Linked DNA regions of Pan troglodytes: all the other regions are linked to region 3. The links are chromatin contacts, called in public HiChIP or PLAC-seq maps. All regions are on one chromosome and are shown on one strand. Each heading gives the region's core, a stretch centred on a gene start, on an enhancer-like site or on the middle of the called end of the contact. The rest is flanking DNA. Distances are from core to core; before and after follow the strand shown.

Evidence for each region. HiChIP or PLAC-seq counts read pairs in DNA pulled down with a chosen protein or histone mark.
Region 1: a contact with region 3 is called in an H3K4me3 HiChIP or PLAC-seq map of stem cell-derived excitatory neurons, with 11 times the contacts expected there. The contact joins the enhancer-like site here to the promoter of FBXO2 in region 3. A contact is called at or near these places in 5 of 7 Hi-C or Micro-C datasets (blood, induced pluripotent stem cells, a lymphoblastoid cell line and 1 more) and 1 of 1 datasets of contacts at active chromatin or transcription factors (stem cell-derived excitatory neurons).
Region 2: a contact with region 3 is called in an H3K4me3 HiChIP or PLAC-seq map of stem cell-derived excitatory neurons, with 12 times the contacts expected there. The contact joins the promoter of UBIAD1 here to the promoter of FBXO2 in region 3. A contact is called at or near these places in 1 of 7 Hi-C or Micro-C datasets (stem cell-derived neural progenitor cells) and 1 of 1 datasets of contacts at active chromatin or transcription factors (stem cell-derived excitatory neurons).

What each region holds. Positions count from the first base shown.
Region 1 is chr1:220,652,087-220,656,181 of NHGRI_mPanTro3-v2.0_pri, forward strand. The region is part of intron 1 of UBIAD1 (UbiA prenyltransferase domain containing 1); the gene reads right to left. Among named protein-coding and RNA genes, the nearest start is that of UBIAD1, 67 kb to the right of the region's middle. Within about 2 kb of position 2,580, at least 6 of the 24 cell types and tissues checked have an H3K27ac peak or open chromatin away from gene starts, as enhancers often do. A contact at or near this core is called in stem cell-derived excitatory neurons and stem cell-derived neural progenitor cells, where this site is marked.
Region 2 is chr1:220,720,156-220,724,587 of NHGRI_mPanTro3-v2.0_pri, forward strand. It overlaps UBIAD1 (UbiA prenyltransferase domain containing 1), which reads right to left and starts at 1,460. Exons shown (of 2, transcript XM_024356316.3): 1 at 598-1,460. The coding sequence starts at 1,126.
Region 3 is chr1:220,338,289-220,342,592 of NHGRI_mPanTro3-v2.0_pri, forward strand. FBXO2 (F-box protein 2) reads left to right here and starts at 2,326. Exons shown (of 6, transcript XM_514389.7): 1 at 2,326-2,456. The coding sequence starts at 2,435. FBXO44 (F-box protein 44) reads right to left here and starts at 1,932. Exons shown (of 9, transcript XR_010148253.1): 1 at 1,820-1,932; 2 at 677-971.

The sequences.
Region 1 (4,095 bases), core at 1,330-3,829, 310 kb after region 3:
CTTGCCCCTGCAGCAAAAATGGCCAATGCTTCCTTTTATAAATCAACCCCATATGGGCTTTCCAGGATTCTGAGGTTGCATCTGAGCTCAGCACGAAGGAGTCCTGTGATTGATTAGGGATGTCTGCCACAGCTGCGGCCTGGGACCTGGTGTGCAGAGGCCATGTGTTCACTTTTTCGGTACTCATGATTGCTCTGGCAATGGCCCTATGATTGTGTCACTCTGGGACTGCGGTGTGTGTGTATGTGTGTGTCATCTTGAAATATATACATTTACAAAGCTGCTTATAAAGCAGTGGTCAACTACAGCCCTTCCTCCACACCATATGGCCCATACGCCTCCAGCAAGCACAGAACCTCCTGGAGTTTCATTGCAACATTTACAAAATGAAGATGAAGCTGCCAGGTTGGGACAAGTTTGCATGCATGAAACTCCTTTCCACTTATGGCAATAAAGGATTTTGTAAGCTATAAAGTCATGGCTGCATGCCATGGATCAGAAGCAGAGCAGAACAGCCAGCGGTAAACAGGAGATGGAGCCTCGGGCTTGCTGTTCTCTAGGTCCTGAACAGGTAGGAGTGGCAGGAGATCCAGTTCACCCAGGATGCTGGAAACAAAGGGCCTCCCAGGGCAGGTGAACTCCACTAGCAAAATTCTGCAAGAGTGCCGCGTGGGCCAATAGATAAGCCTTTACAACGAACTATGTGTTTCCTCTTCAATGGCTTCTCCTCCCACTCTCCCCACCTGGGCTCCAATCCAACCACACTCACCTGCCTCAGGGCCTTTGCAATCACTGTTCCCACTGCCTGCATGCTCCACCCTTATATCCCCTATCAGCTCACTCCTTCACTTCCTGAAAGTTTCTGCTGAAATATTATCAGAGCAGCCTGTCTGGACACCTTATATTAAATAGCCTCTTCTATCTCTCACTTTTTTTAAAAAAGAGATGGAGTCTCACTCTAAGTTGCCCAGGCTGGGGTGCAATGGTGCAATCACGGCTCACTGCAACCTTGAGTTGCTGGGCTCACGCAATCCCCCTGTCTCAGCCTCCCAAGTAGCTGGGACTACAGCCACACACCACCATGCCCAGCTAAGTTTTTAATTTTTTGTAGAGACAGGATCTCACTATGTTACCCAGGCTGGTCTTAAACTCATGGCCTCAAGCGATCCTCCTGCCTTGGACTCCCAAAGCACTGGCGTGAGCCACTGCACCAGCTATCACTCTTTATGCCCCTTATTCGGCTTTATTTTCTCATAGCACATCTATTTGTTTCTTGTTTGTCTCTCTCCCTTCCCTCTAATTAGAATGTTAGTTCTGTAAGGATAGGAATTTTGTCTGTTATGTGAACTGCTACATCCCCAGAGCCTGGGATGGGGTCTGGCACATGATTGGTGCTCTCCAGGTGTGTGTTGAATGATTAAGTGAGGGTTAGGATTTTATGAATTAAGATACTGAGGCTTAGAAAGGCTGAGTATCTTGCCCAATAATAATAACTGCTTTTTCTTTTTTTTTTTTTTTTTTTTTTTTTTTTGAGACAGAGTCTTACTCTCGCCTAGGCTGGAGAGCAATGATGTGATGATGGCTCACTGCAACCTCCACCTCCCGGATTCAAGAGATTCTCCTGCCTCAGCCTCCCGAGTAGCTAGGATTACAGGCATGTGCCAACATACCCAGCTAATGTATTTTTAGTAGAGACGGGGTTTCTCCATGTTGGCCAGGCTGGTCTTGAACTCCTGACCTCAGATGATCCACCCAACTCTGCCTCCCAAAGTGCTGGGATTACAGGCATGAGCCACCATGCCTGGCCTATAACTGTGCTTTATTAAAAGTTCTCTGTGCCAAGCACTGTGCAGAGCCCTTTGCATACACTGCCCTTTAAGCTTCATGGTAACTCTACAAAGTGGGATTATCCCCATTTTACAGATAGAGACCAGCCAGGTTGAGTCACTTGCTCAGGATCACACAGCAGGTCAGGAGGGGAGCTGCATGTTCCCCAAGCCCCCACTGGTAACTTCTTTGCTCTCCTGGCCCCCGGGCTCCCCTCAAACAAAGCAAAGGCTTCTGTGTCGAGTGGATCATATGTTTCATTCCCCTGTCTCCAGGCAGCACTATAAATCATCAGACAGAATCCATCCAGATTTTACCAACTCCTTGCCAAGGGGTTTCACCATTTCCCATCCCAGTGTTTCCTCTTTCCAAAGTTAAGCCTCATCACTGCAAATTCTTCTTTTCAGTCTAACCCGAATCCCACTTGCTTCACATTCAACCTATTTCTTCTTGTCCCACCTTCCAGGGAGCTGGAGAAAATCGGCAGGAGACACAGGCACTGCAACCAAAATGCTCCATTTAGCTGGGAGAGAAGCCACAGGCTCCACGCCCCAGCGATTCACCAGAAACCCAAGAGCCCCAGCTCCCAAGGCCAGCCCTGTCAGCACCCGGCCCCGTGTTCTTTTGCCAGGGCCCTGCCTTGCCACGGTGATTTATGGGCCCTGTCAATCTGCAGGCTGAGCCACGGAGACAGCTGGGAGTAGCAAGGATCAGCAGCGGTCCCGTGGGCCAAGGCGGGTGGGGTGGCTCAGGCTGAGCCTGGGGGGAGGGGGAGGGGAGCAAGAGACCCAGACACTCCAGACCACAGTGTGACAGAGATGGGGGTGGAGACCCCAGCACGCCGGGTCAGAACAGCCGCCAGCCTAAACCAGGGCAAGAAGCTGCGGAACAAAGACTCCAACCGGAAAAGCATGAAGAAGGAGCAGAACGGGAGACAGCCTGAGAGCTGCTGGCGCCGCTTCTCCTAGGGAGTTTCAGATTCTCTTTATTCTGAAGACAAAAGCAAAATGAAGATGACAGACGGTGAGAGATGTTTAGCGGGTTTGTTTTTCTGCAGACGTTCTGGAGGACCTGGATGAAATCGCCAATTAGCCCTCCTCCCCGCAAGCAAGCTCCCAAGTCCACAACCCTGGTGGGAACCAAGTTCCCCACCCAGCCCCAGCTGGAGGCGACTCTCGCTCTGTCTCTCTCACCCCCAGTTTATGTGTCTTTGTCCCTGCAGCTGCACGTCTGACTCCTTCTTCTTTGTTTCTTGGTCTCCCTTGCCTTAGATTTTTCTTTCTTGGTATTTTCTGGTCTCCTGCCTCCCTCTCTGACCCATCTCACTCCGAGGAGCCACTGGAGCAGGCTCTCTGGCCCTTGGTCCCATCTGTCTCCTGCCTCTGGCATTTCCTGCGCCCCTCCTGGTGTGTCCTCCTGTCTCACCCCCACGCTGTCTCATTGTTCATTGGCAATTGACCTTAGTTTCTTTTTTTTTTATTTTTGAGACAGAGTCTCTCCCTCTCACCCAGGCTGGAGTGTAGTGGCTCAGTCTCGGCTCACTGCAACCTCCACCTCTCAGGTTCAAGTGATTCTCCTGCCTCAGCCTCCTGAGTAGCTGGGATTACAGGTGTCCACCACCACACCTGGCTAATTTTTGCATTTTTAGTAGAGACGGGTTTCACCGTGTTGGCCAGGCTGGTCTTGAACTCCTGACCTCAGGTGATCCTCCTGCCTCAGCCTCCCTAAGTGCTGGGATTACAGGCATGAGCCACTGCACCCGGCCATTGACCTTAGTTTTTGATGTCCATCCGCTGCAGGTGTCCCTCCCTTGGCCCTGGGCAGTGCGTCCAGGTGGCCTGTGGAGCAGGAGAGTGGAGTCCCCAGCCAGAATTTGCTGTGCAGAGAGGGAGACCCTGCATTGCTCTCAGCTGCGGGCAGCTTGGCATAAGGAAAAGGCAGTGCCCATAGTTAGGGGAACAGAAGAGGCAGCCAGCAGCTCCTTTCATCCAGAGTGGATCTGAAATTCCAGGCCAGGCCTGAGGAATGCTCAGCTGCTTTTGTGTGCATACACACACACACAGAGACACACACATACACACACGCATACCCACACGGGGACACACACACATACACACACAGACATACGGGGACACACACATACACGGGGACACACAAGGGGACACACATACACACAAGGACATACACACAGGGACACAAAGCACGACAGCCACACACTGGGCAGCCTCAGATGGCCTCACAACCAGACTCCCAAATTCACATCTCTCC
Region 2 (4,432 bases), core at 210-2,709, 380 kb after region 3:
TGCCTGGGCAACAGAGCGAGACTCTGTCTCAAAAAAAATTAAAAAAATTAAAAAATGTCCTGACGGGGCGCGGTGGCTCACGCCTGTAATCTTAGCACTTTGGGAGGCTGAGGCGGGTGGATCACGAGGTCAGGAAATCGAGACCATCCTGGCCAACATGGTGACACCCCGTCTCTAATAAAAATACAAAAATCAGCCAGGCGTGGTGGCGTGCACCTGTAGTCCCAGCTACTCGGGAGGCTGAGGCAGGAGAATCGCTTGAACACGGGAGGCAGAGGCTGCAGTGGGCCGAGATCGCACGACTGCACTCCAGCCTGGGCGACAGAGCGAGACTCCGTCTCAAAAATAAATAAAAAATAAATAAATAAAAATAAATGTCCATATAAAATTTTCAGTCATGCCCTACGTCCATAAGTCAAACCAGGATCTTCTCAAATCACTGTTCCAAAAAATTCACATCACCCACAATTATAGACTTCAATTAAAGCGGCTTAAATTAGAAAGCCACCTTTGACATCCCTGTAACTCCTTTACAAAGCAGCGGTTTCCAGTGGACGCGACTAAGACCTGCAGCACACAGGACAGGCCAAATCTTACCTCCTGTGTAGAGAAAGGAGCCAGACAGGCCTCCAAAGTAGATAAGAGCCAAGTGCTCCAGTTTCAGAGGGGACAGGTAGTAGAGGCAAGCGGCACAGACGCAGCCCAACGTGTAGAGGAAGACTCCGAACCGGACGACATCCTGCGGCTCCAAGATTCGGTCCACAAGTGTCCTGTCATCACTCTTTTTGTGGTCAATGCCCTTGGAAAAGTCATAGTAAGTGTTGACCAAATTACCGGCCCCGTGCACAGCCAGGACAGCCACGGCACAACCCACCAAGAGCCTGGGATCCAGGACACCGTGGGATCTGTAGGCAAGGGCACTGCCCAGGGCCACCGGTGTGAGTGAGGCACTGAAGCTCCAGGGCCTCAGGGCCAACACGTAGGAGGCACACTTCTGCCTCCAGGAGCGCTGGGGGAGCCTATCTTGCTCGGGACAGTCGTTCCCCAGAGGGTCCCTGTCCCCAGCTTTGACAGTCTCTCCCGACAGGATGTTAATCTTCTGCCCCAGGACCTGAGAGGCCGCCATGGAAGCTCCACGTGGTTGAAGTAAACTCTAAAAGTGAGCCACGCAAAGTGACCGCCCGGGAAAGAGGAAGGACGGGGCGGGGCAGCCGGGCCCGACCTTCCTTCGGTTCCGCCCCAGGACAGGGCTGGTGTGGCGGCAAGGTCCGGGGGCAACAGCAAGTGGGTCTTACACCCCACGAAGCCCAGCGGCGCCGCCCCTACTACCCGTCACCTGGGCGAAGTCTGTCTCCGGCCCCCAGCCCCGCGTTAGAGCCCACGGCTGAGCCGCGGTCGCCTTCTTTAGGCCGCCAGGGCCGCCATCTTGTGCGCCGGCCTCTGGAGGCCCGCCCGGAAACAGGTGCCGGCGGCGCGGGCCGGACCGGAGGGTGGGCTGGAGGGCGGGAGGGGGCGGGGCCAAGCCAGAGACGGGGAGAAGGGCGGTGAGGGCTTGGGGGCGGGGGCCTGGTCAGAGGCGGGGCGGGCAGGGCCGAGTCAGAGGAGGGGCGGGGTCAGAGGCGGGGAAGGGAGGGGTCAGAGGCGGGGAGAAGGGCGGTGAGGGGTGGGGCGGGGCTGAGGGGCGGGGCCAGACCGGTGGTGGGGCGGGAGGGGGCGGGGCCGGGGCGGGAATGGACCGGGAGCGGGGACGGGCCAGGAGCTGGGGCCGGGCGGTGACCCGGCATCCAGCCCTTTTCCTGCCTGCACTGCGCCCCGCAGCTACTTCCAGACTAACTGCAATCAGCCTCTCTTAGCATCATAAGAACTCGAAGGCGTGTTGCTTTAGGACTTACCGGGCGCACTTTCATTCACGAAGTAGGATTCATTAATTTATTCATGCTACAAGCATTTATTGAGCGCCTGCTGTGTGCATACATTCTGACGTCTATCATATCTGCACCGTGGAAATACTCTATGATGTGCTACTGCTCACCTCTTATCAGCTTTTCATTCAGTGACATCCTTCAGCAGCTTGAAATCTGCCCATGGTGGGAGAATTTACACCACGCAAATCAGCAAATGCTTAATAACTGCTAAGTCGTCTAGACTTAAGAAAGTGGCGGAGAAAATGTTCATATTACTGGTTAAACTTAAAAGTGTTGGAGGGTGCGGTGGCTCACGCCTGTAATCCCAGCACTTTGGGAGGCGAGGCGGGCAGATCACTTGATGTCAGGAGTTCGACATCAGCCTGGCCAACATAGCGAAACCCTGTCTCTACTAAAAATACAAAAATTAGCCGCGCGTGGTGGCAGGCACCTGTAATCCCAGCTACTCGGGAGGCTGGGGCAGGAGAATTGCTTGAACCCGGGAGATGGAGGTTGCAGTGAGCCAAGATCATGCCACTGGGCTCCAGCCTGGGCAACAGAGTGAGACTCCATCTCAAAAAAAAAAAAAAATTAGCCGGGGGTGGTGGTGCATTCCTATAATGACAGCTACTCGGGAGGCTGAGGCAGGAGAATTGCTTGAACCCTGGAGGCAGAGGCTGCAGTGAGCCAAGATCACGCCACTGCACTCCAGCCTGGGCAGTAGAGCGAGACTCCGTCTCAAAAAAGAAAAAAAGAGAGAAAAAAAGTGTGTAAGTGAATGCACCAAAACTTTGAGGAAATATTCATTCAGCATTGGCAAATTATTATCCAGTTGAACAAATAAGTCGCTCGTAGCCTTGACAAACTAGTGAAGTTCTGACATATCTCTTTTGATTGTTTCACTTTCCTCTTACTCCTAACATAAAATATCAACCAACATTCATGTCTGAACTATGCTCATTGATCAGTTGGGGCCATAGGGAAGCTACACAACATCAAAGAAAGCATACTGTGAGAACTGGCTATATGGAGTTTACAATAGAGTCCTGTACTGTATATTTTAGTATTTGTAAACTGTATGCTACACATCATTTACATCAGTGAAATTATAATACACATGCAACATACATGCACACAGGACTGACTACATAATTTGTGGTACCCAGTGCAAACTAAAGAGGTGGAGCTGGGGATGATAATGTGTGCCTGTAGTCCCAGCTACTCAGGAGGTTTTTTTGAGACGGAGTCTTGCTCTGTTGCCCAGGCTGGGGTGCAGTGACACAATCTCGGCTCACTGCAAGCTCCGCCTCCAGGGTTCACGCCATTCTCCTGCCTCAGCCTCCCGAGTAGCTGTGACTACAGGTGCCCGCCACCACGCCCGGCTAATTATTTTGTATTTTTAGTAGAGACAAGGTTTTACCATGTCAGCCAGGATGGTCTCTATCTCCTGACCTCGTGATCCACCTACCTCAGCCTCCCAAAGTACTGGGATTACAGGTGTGAGCCACCGCACCCGGCAGGAGGATCTCTTGAGCTCAGGTTAGAGACCAGCCTGGGCAACATAGTGAGATCTCTGCTCTAAAAAATTAAAAAGACCAGATGTGGTGGCTCACACCTGTAATCCCAACACTTTGGGAGGGCAAGGCAGGTGGATTGCTTGAGCCCAGGAGCTCAAGACCAGCCTGGACCACACGGTGAAAATCGAAGAATTAGCCAGGTGTGGGCCAGGTGCAGTGGCCCACGCCTGTAATCCCAGCACTTTGGAAGGCCGAGGCAGGCAGATCATGGGGTCAGGAGATAAGACCATTCTGGCTAACATGGTGAAACACCATGTCTACTAAAAATACAAAAAAAATTAGCCAGGCGTGGTGGCAGGCACCTGTAGTCCCAGCTACTTGGGAGGCTGAGGCAAGAGAATGGCATGAACCCCGGAGGCGGAGCTTGCAGTGAGCCGAGATCGTGCCACTGCACTCCAGCCTGGGCGACAGAGCAAGACTCCGTCTCAAAAAAAAAAAGAAAGAAAGAAAAAGTGAAATAATTAGCCAGGTGTGGCAGCGTGCACCCGTGGTCCCAGCTACTTGGGAGGCTGAGGCGGAAGAATCACCTGAGCCTGGGAAGTTGAGGCTGCAGTGAGTCATGATTGTGCCCCTGCACTCCAGCCTGGGTAATAGAGTGAGATCCTATCTCAAAAAAATAAAATAAAATCAATAAATAAGTGGGGCCAGACCAGGCACGGTGGCTCACGCCTGTAATTCCAGCACTTTGGGAGGCCAAGGTGGTCAGATGACCTGAGGTCGGGAGTTCAAGACCAGCCTGACCAACATGGAGAAACCCCGTCTCTACTAAAAATACAAAATCAGCCGGGAGTGGTGGCGCATGCCTGTAATCCCAGCTACTCAGGAGGCTGAGGCAGGAGAATCACTTGAACCCGGGAGGTGGAGGTTGCGGTGAGCCGAGATCCTGCCATTGCACTCCAGCCTGGACAATAAGAGCAAAACTCCATCTCAAAAAAAATAATTAATTAATTT
Region 3 (4,304 bases), core at 1,076-3,575:
GTAGAATAAGAGGCCGGGTGTGGTGGCTCATGCGTGTAATCCTAGCACTTTGGGAGGCCAAGGTGGGTGGATCACTTGAGGCCAGGAGTTTGAGACCAGCCTGGCCAACATGGTGAAACTGTGTCTCTATTAAAAATACAAAAAATTAGCTGGGCGTGGTGGCGGGCACCGGTAATCCCAGCTACTCGGGAGGCTGAGGCAGGAGAATCGCTTGAACCCAGGAGGTGGAGGTTGCAGTGAGCCAAGATCGCACCATTGCACTCCAGCTTGGGCAACAGAGCGAGACTCCACCTAAAAAAAAAAAAAAAATTAGCCAGGTGTGGTGGCACATGCCTGTAATCCCAGCTACTTGGGAGGCTGAACTTGGGAGGTGGAGGTTACAGTGAGCCAAGATTGTGTCACTGTACTCCAGCCTGGGTGACAGAGTGAAACTCCGTCTCAAAAAAAAAAAAAAAAAAAAAAAGAAAGTATAGTAAGAATAAGAAACACCACTCTTGGCCTCAGTTTGCCCATCTGAAAAATGTGTGCACTAACAGTAGCTACCTCTTTGGGTTACTGTGAGAGAAGTAAAGGTGTTAAACCATCCAAAGTACCCGGCTCACACTAAGTGCTCAATACATGTTCCTGGTGTCATGACTGTGTACTGGAGGCATGCCAGACCCGGCCTGTACCCCACCTTCAGCGCACGGGTTGTGCAGGAGGTTCCTGTGCAGGCTCCGTAAGAAGTAGAAGATCTTCCAGTCGGCCACGGGCTGGTCCCAGTCCTCGGTGATGAAGCCCTCTCGCAGGCACTTGCGTTTCCAGAGGGTCACGAGGTCGATGAGGTCCCGCCAGAGGCTGCAGACCAGGCGGCAGTTCAGCAGCAGCTGGCGGGCGGGCACGTGCGTGAACAGCTCCAGCAGGATGTTCTCGGGCAGCTCGTTGATGTTCCCCACAGCCATGGCTTGTGGCTTCTGGACACCCTCCTGTAGCTGTTGAAAAGCTATGCTGCAGGCCTCATCCCTGCTCTGCCATTTATCTCGGGAGAGCATGGTGCCTCTCCCAGCCTGTTTCCTTCTCTGTAAATGGATGCCTTACCTCCAGGGGTCACTGGGGCGGTCCAAGGAGCTTGGGACACATCAGGTACTTTAATAAAAGGTGAGCTCTGATTTTTTTTCTCTGGCCTCTCACAATAGAGGTGGAAGGCACTGCCCAAGGTCAAAAATAAGGGCAGAGGGGGAAGGAGCCCGGATCTTCTTTGATTCCAGGGCCAGCCTTTTTCAGTAGGCCAGTCTTTAATGGGGATATAATGCGCAGCCGGGCAGAGCACCCCAGGCCTCCGGTGCCGTCACCATCCTCTCTCCCATCCTCAGAACATGATGGGAGGAGGAGGCTAATTATCACTGCCTCCCGCGGAGGTCCAAAGGGCTCCAGCCACCTTCTCAAGATCTCAGAGGACATGATCTCCTGCCTAGGTGGGAGTGGCAAGAGGGTGGGCGACAGGGAAGGGCCCTTCCTATCTCCCCACCCCCACCCCCAGCCCCGCGGCTGGGCTCCGCCAGCCCCAAGTCCGCCAGCGCGCCTGCAGCCTCCCCTTCCCACGCTGTGCCTTAAAATGCCCCCCAAAGTCTGGGCTCGGACCCCTGTACATCGATGGCGACCCCAGCCCCCGTTCGCAGCCGCGCAGCGCAGCCCGGGCAAGCTCGGCGGCCTGGGCCTAGTCGGTGCCAGGCCTCCCTCGGCAACTGCGGCGCGACCCGGAACCCAGGAGCCTTCCCGGCAGCCCCCGCCCAGCCGCGCCCCCTCCCCAGCGCCCCCCGCGCCCCCTCCTGCCGGTCACCTGCGCTCTGCCGCCGCGGCACGATCCGCTGGGCCGCCCAAGCTGCACCGCCTGGACCTGCGCTTGCCTGGGAAGCGAGGCCCCGCCCCGGCCCGCCAGGCCCCGCCCCCGCGCCCCGCGCCCCGCCCCGCGCAGCGCTGGGCCAGGGACGCACCCCCACCGCGTCGTAGGAAAATTACCTGGTGTGGGGGGTGGGGCGGAAGGCACCTCCTATACCCCGACTCCGCCTGGGCCACCCGCCCCGCACCCTCGGCCTGACCCAGCCTCTCCGTGCCTCCCCTAGCCGCCTCCTCCCAGCAGTCCCCCAGGAGCGAGCTGCGAGATGCCCCAAATCGGACCCCTCCCCAGCTGGAAAAAAAACGACTCCTGACCTTTCCCAGCCTCCTCGGTCCGCTGAGGAACCCGCAGCCCCGGGCCTCGAGCAGACTGCTGGGACTGCGGGGCGGCCGGGCGCGGGGCCAGAGGCGGGGCGGGGCGGGTCGGGTCGGGGGCCTTTAAGAGGCGCGGTCGCCGGGACCGACACAGACGCGGACAGCGCCGGGACTCGCCGCCCCGGGACTCGCGCAGCCCGCAGCGCTCCGACTCCTCCTTCTCTCGCGACCGCCCTCCGCAGCGATGGACGGAGACGGTGACCCAGGTAGCCGCCGCCTGGACCGCTCGCTGCGGCGGGGAGGGGAGATGGGGTCGGCGGGCGAGCGCTGCACAGAGGGGCGTCAGAGAGCGAGGGGACCCGGAGACCTGGCGCGGCAAACTTTCACGCCAGCGAAGTCCTAGAGGCGGTCTCCAAAGAGCACGTCTCTCTGCTATCTTGGTCTGGCGGGAGGCCTTGAGAGGCGACTGGCAAGGAGAGAGAACTCCTGGGTCCCATTTAGCCAGGAAGTAGCACCAGAGGACCCCCACATTCCCGCCTCCCAGCTTCCTGAGGGTCTGTCTGGCGGGGGCCTGGGATGCGTCTGGGAGGGAGGCTGCGAGCCTTTTCTTTCATCAGCTCTTCCAGCTCTGGGCCTTGGACCGTCTGAATCCCCGTGGGTTCCTTGGGGTCCCAGGCCTGGCCTCACCTATTCCTGCCTTCCTCCTGAGCTCCCTTGTCTGGAGGGGCTGCCCCTCCCCGGGGTAGTGAGATGCCCAGTGGGGACCCGACTAGCAGTGAGGGAGCGTTGGGGGCAGCTTTGGCTGGTGCTCAGGGCCTTCCCAGGCTGCCCAATCATCCTCTCTGGCACCCAAGACCCCTCACCCCCATCCCTCCAACTCCCTGCGGGGCCTGCAGGGGTTGCCTGCTGAGTCAGGATGGAAACAAGACCTGCCTGCAGACAGCCCTCACTCTTTCCTCATCAGGTCCAGCTGGGGATGGGCATTGCTTGGGTTAGGCGGTGGCAAACAGACTGATGAAAGCTCAGGCCCCCCCTCACCCCCCATTCCCCCGCCTCCAGCCCTGAAAATTCCAGCTCCTGCAGCCCTTGCTCCCAATCCACGGCCTTCTGGCCACACCCTCTGTAGGGCTCCAGAACTGGCTCCTGCTTTTTCCCAGGGCTGAGCTATTCCCTGGACTCTGGGGCCCACTCCAGGTGAGTGAATCAGCCTCGCAGGCAGGCAGCTTCCAGGGGCCAGATAACTTTCCGCCGGCAACAATGTGGGGAGTTGTGTGTGTAAGAGAGAGGGTGGGGGGAGCTGTAATTGGATCTGGGGCCTCGAGTGCCAGGCCCCGGGGCCAGAAGAGGGGACTGGGTGAGGTGCACCTTTCGGGGAGCATCAGGTGTCCGATGGGGCCAGGGCCGGAGGGAGGGCTGGAGAGGTGAGGACACTGGGCCTAGCTCCCCAGAGAGCTGTGGGCATCCGCCTGGGCAGGCGATGTGACTTCAGGGCCTGGCATTTTCCTCTGTCTTCCTGCTGTTCTGCGATGTGGTCTGGGAGAAGCTGTTAAGCCTTTTTTGGCCTCAGTTTCCTCTTTGCCAAAGGGGCCGGTGTAAATCCCCACATCATAAAGATGTGGCCAAAAAAATGCTAATAAGGAAGGAGAAGTGCTGTGTTCAATGAGGTTCACTCAGTAAGATTGACTGAGGACTCACTGTGTGCTCTGGGCTCTGTGAAAGCTCTCAAGGGCCTGACTGTGGGTTGGGCAGGGAGGAGAGGCTGCATATGAGGAGGTTAGGGGCTGGTGGGCCTGGAGACTTGGGTCTGGGTCCTGCCACCTGTCCCCTTCCCCAGTGCCTGGCCTGTTCCCACCACCGCCTTGGCTCTCCAGGGCCTAGCCCACGGGAACTCCCCATCCGTAGGTCAGAGCTGTAGTCTTCCTGATCACCCAGAGTGGCCCCATCTCCTCCTCACTGGCTCTCCCTCGTCCAGGCATCTGGGGCACTCGGTGTCCACTTACTCAAGGCTGTGATGGCCCAGCTGAAGCCGACTGGGATGCAAGAGACAGTCTGGCTGCTGCGGTGACATCTGCCTGCCTCCTTACAATTCAGAATGCCCTTGTCCCCCTCATCAG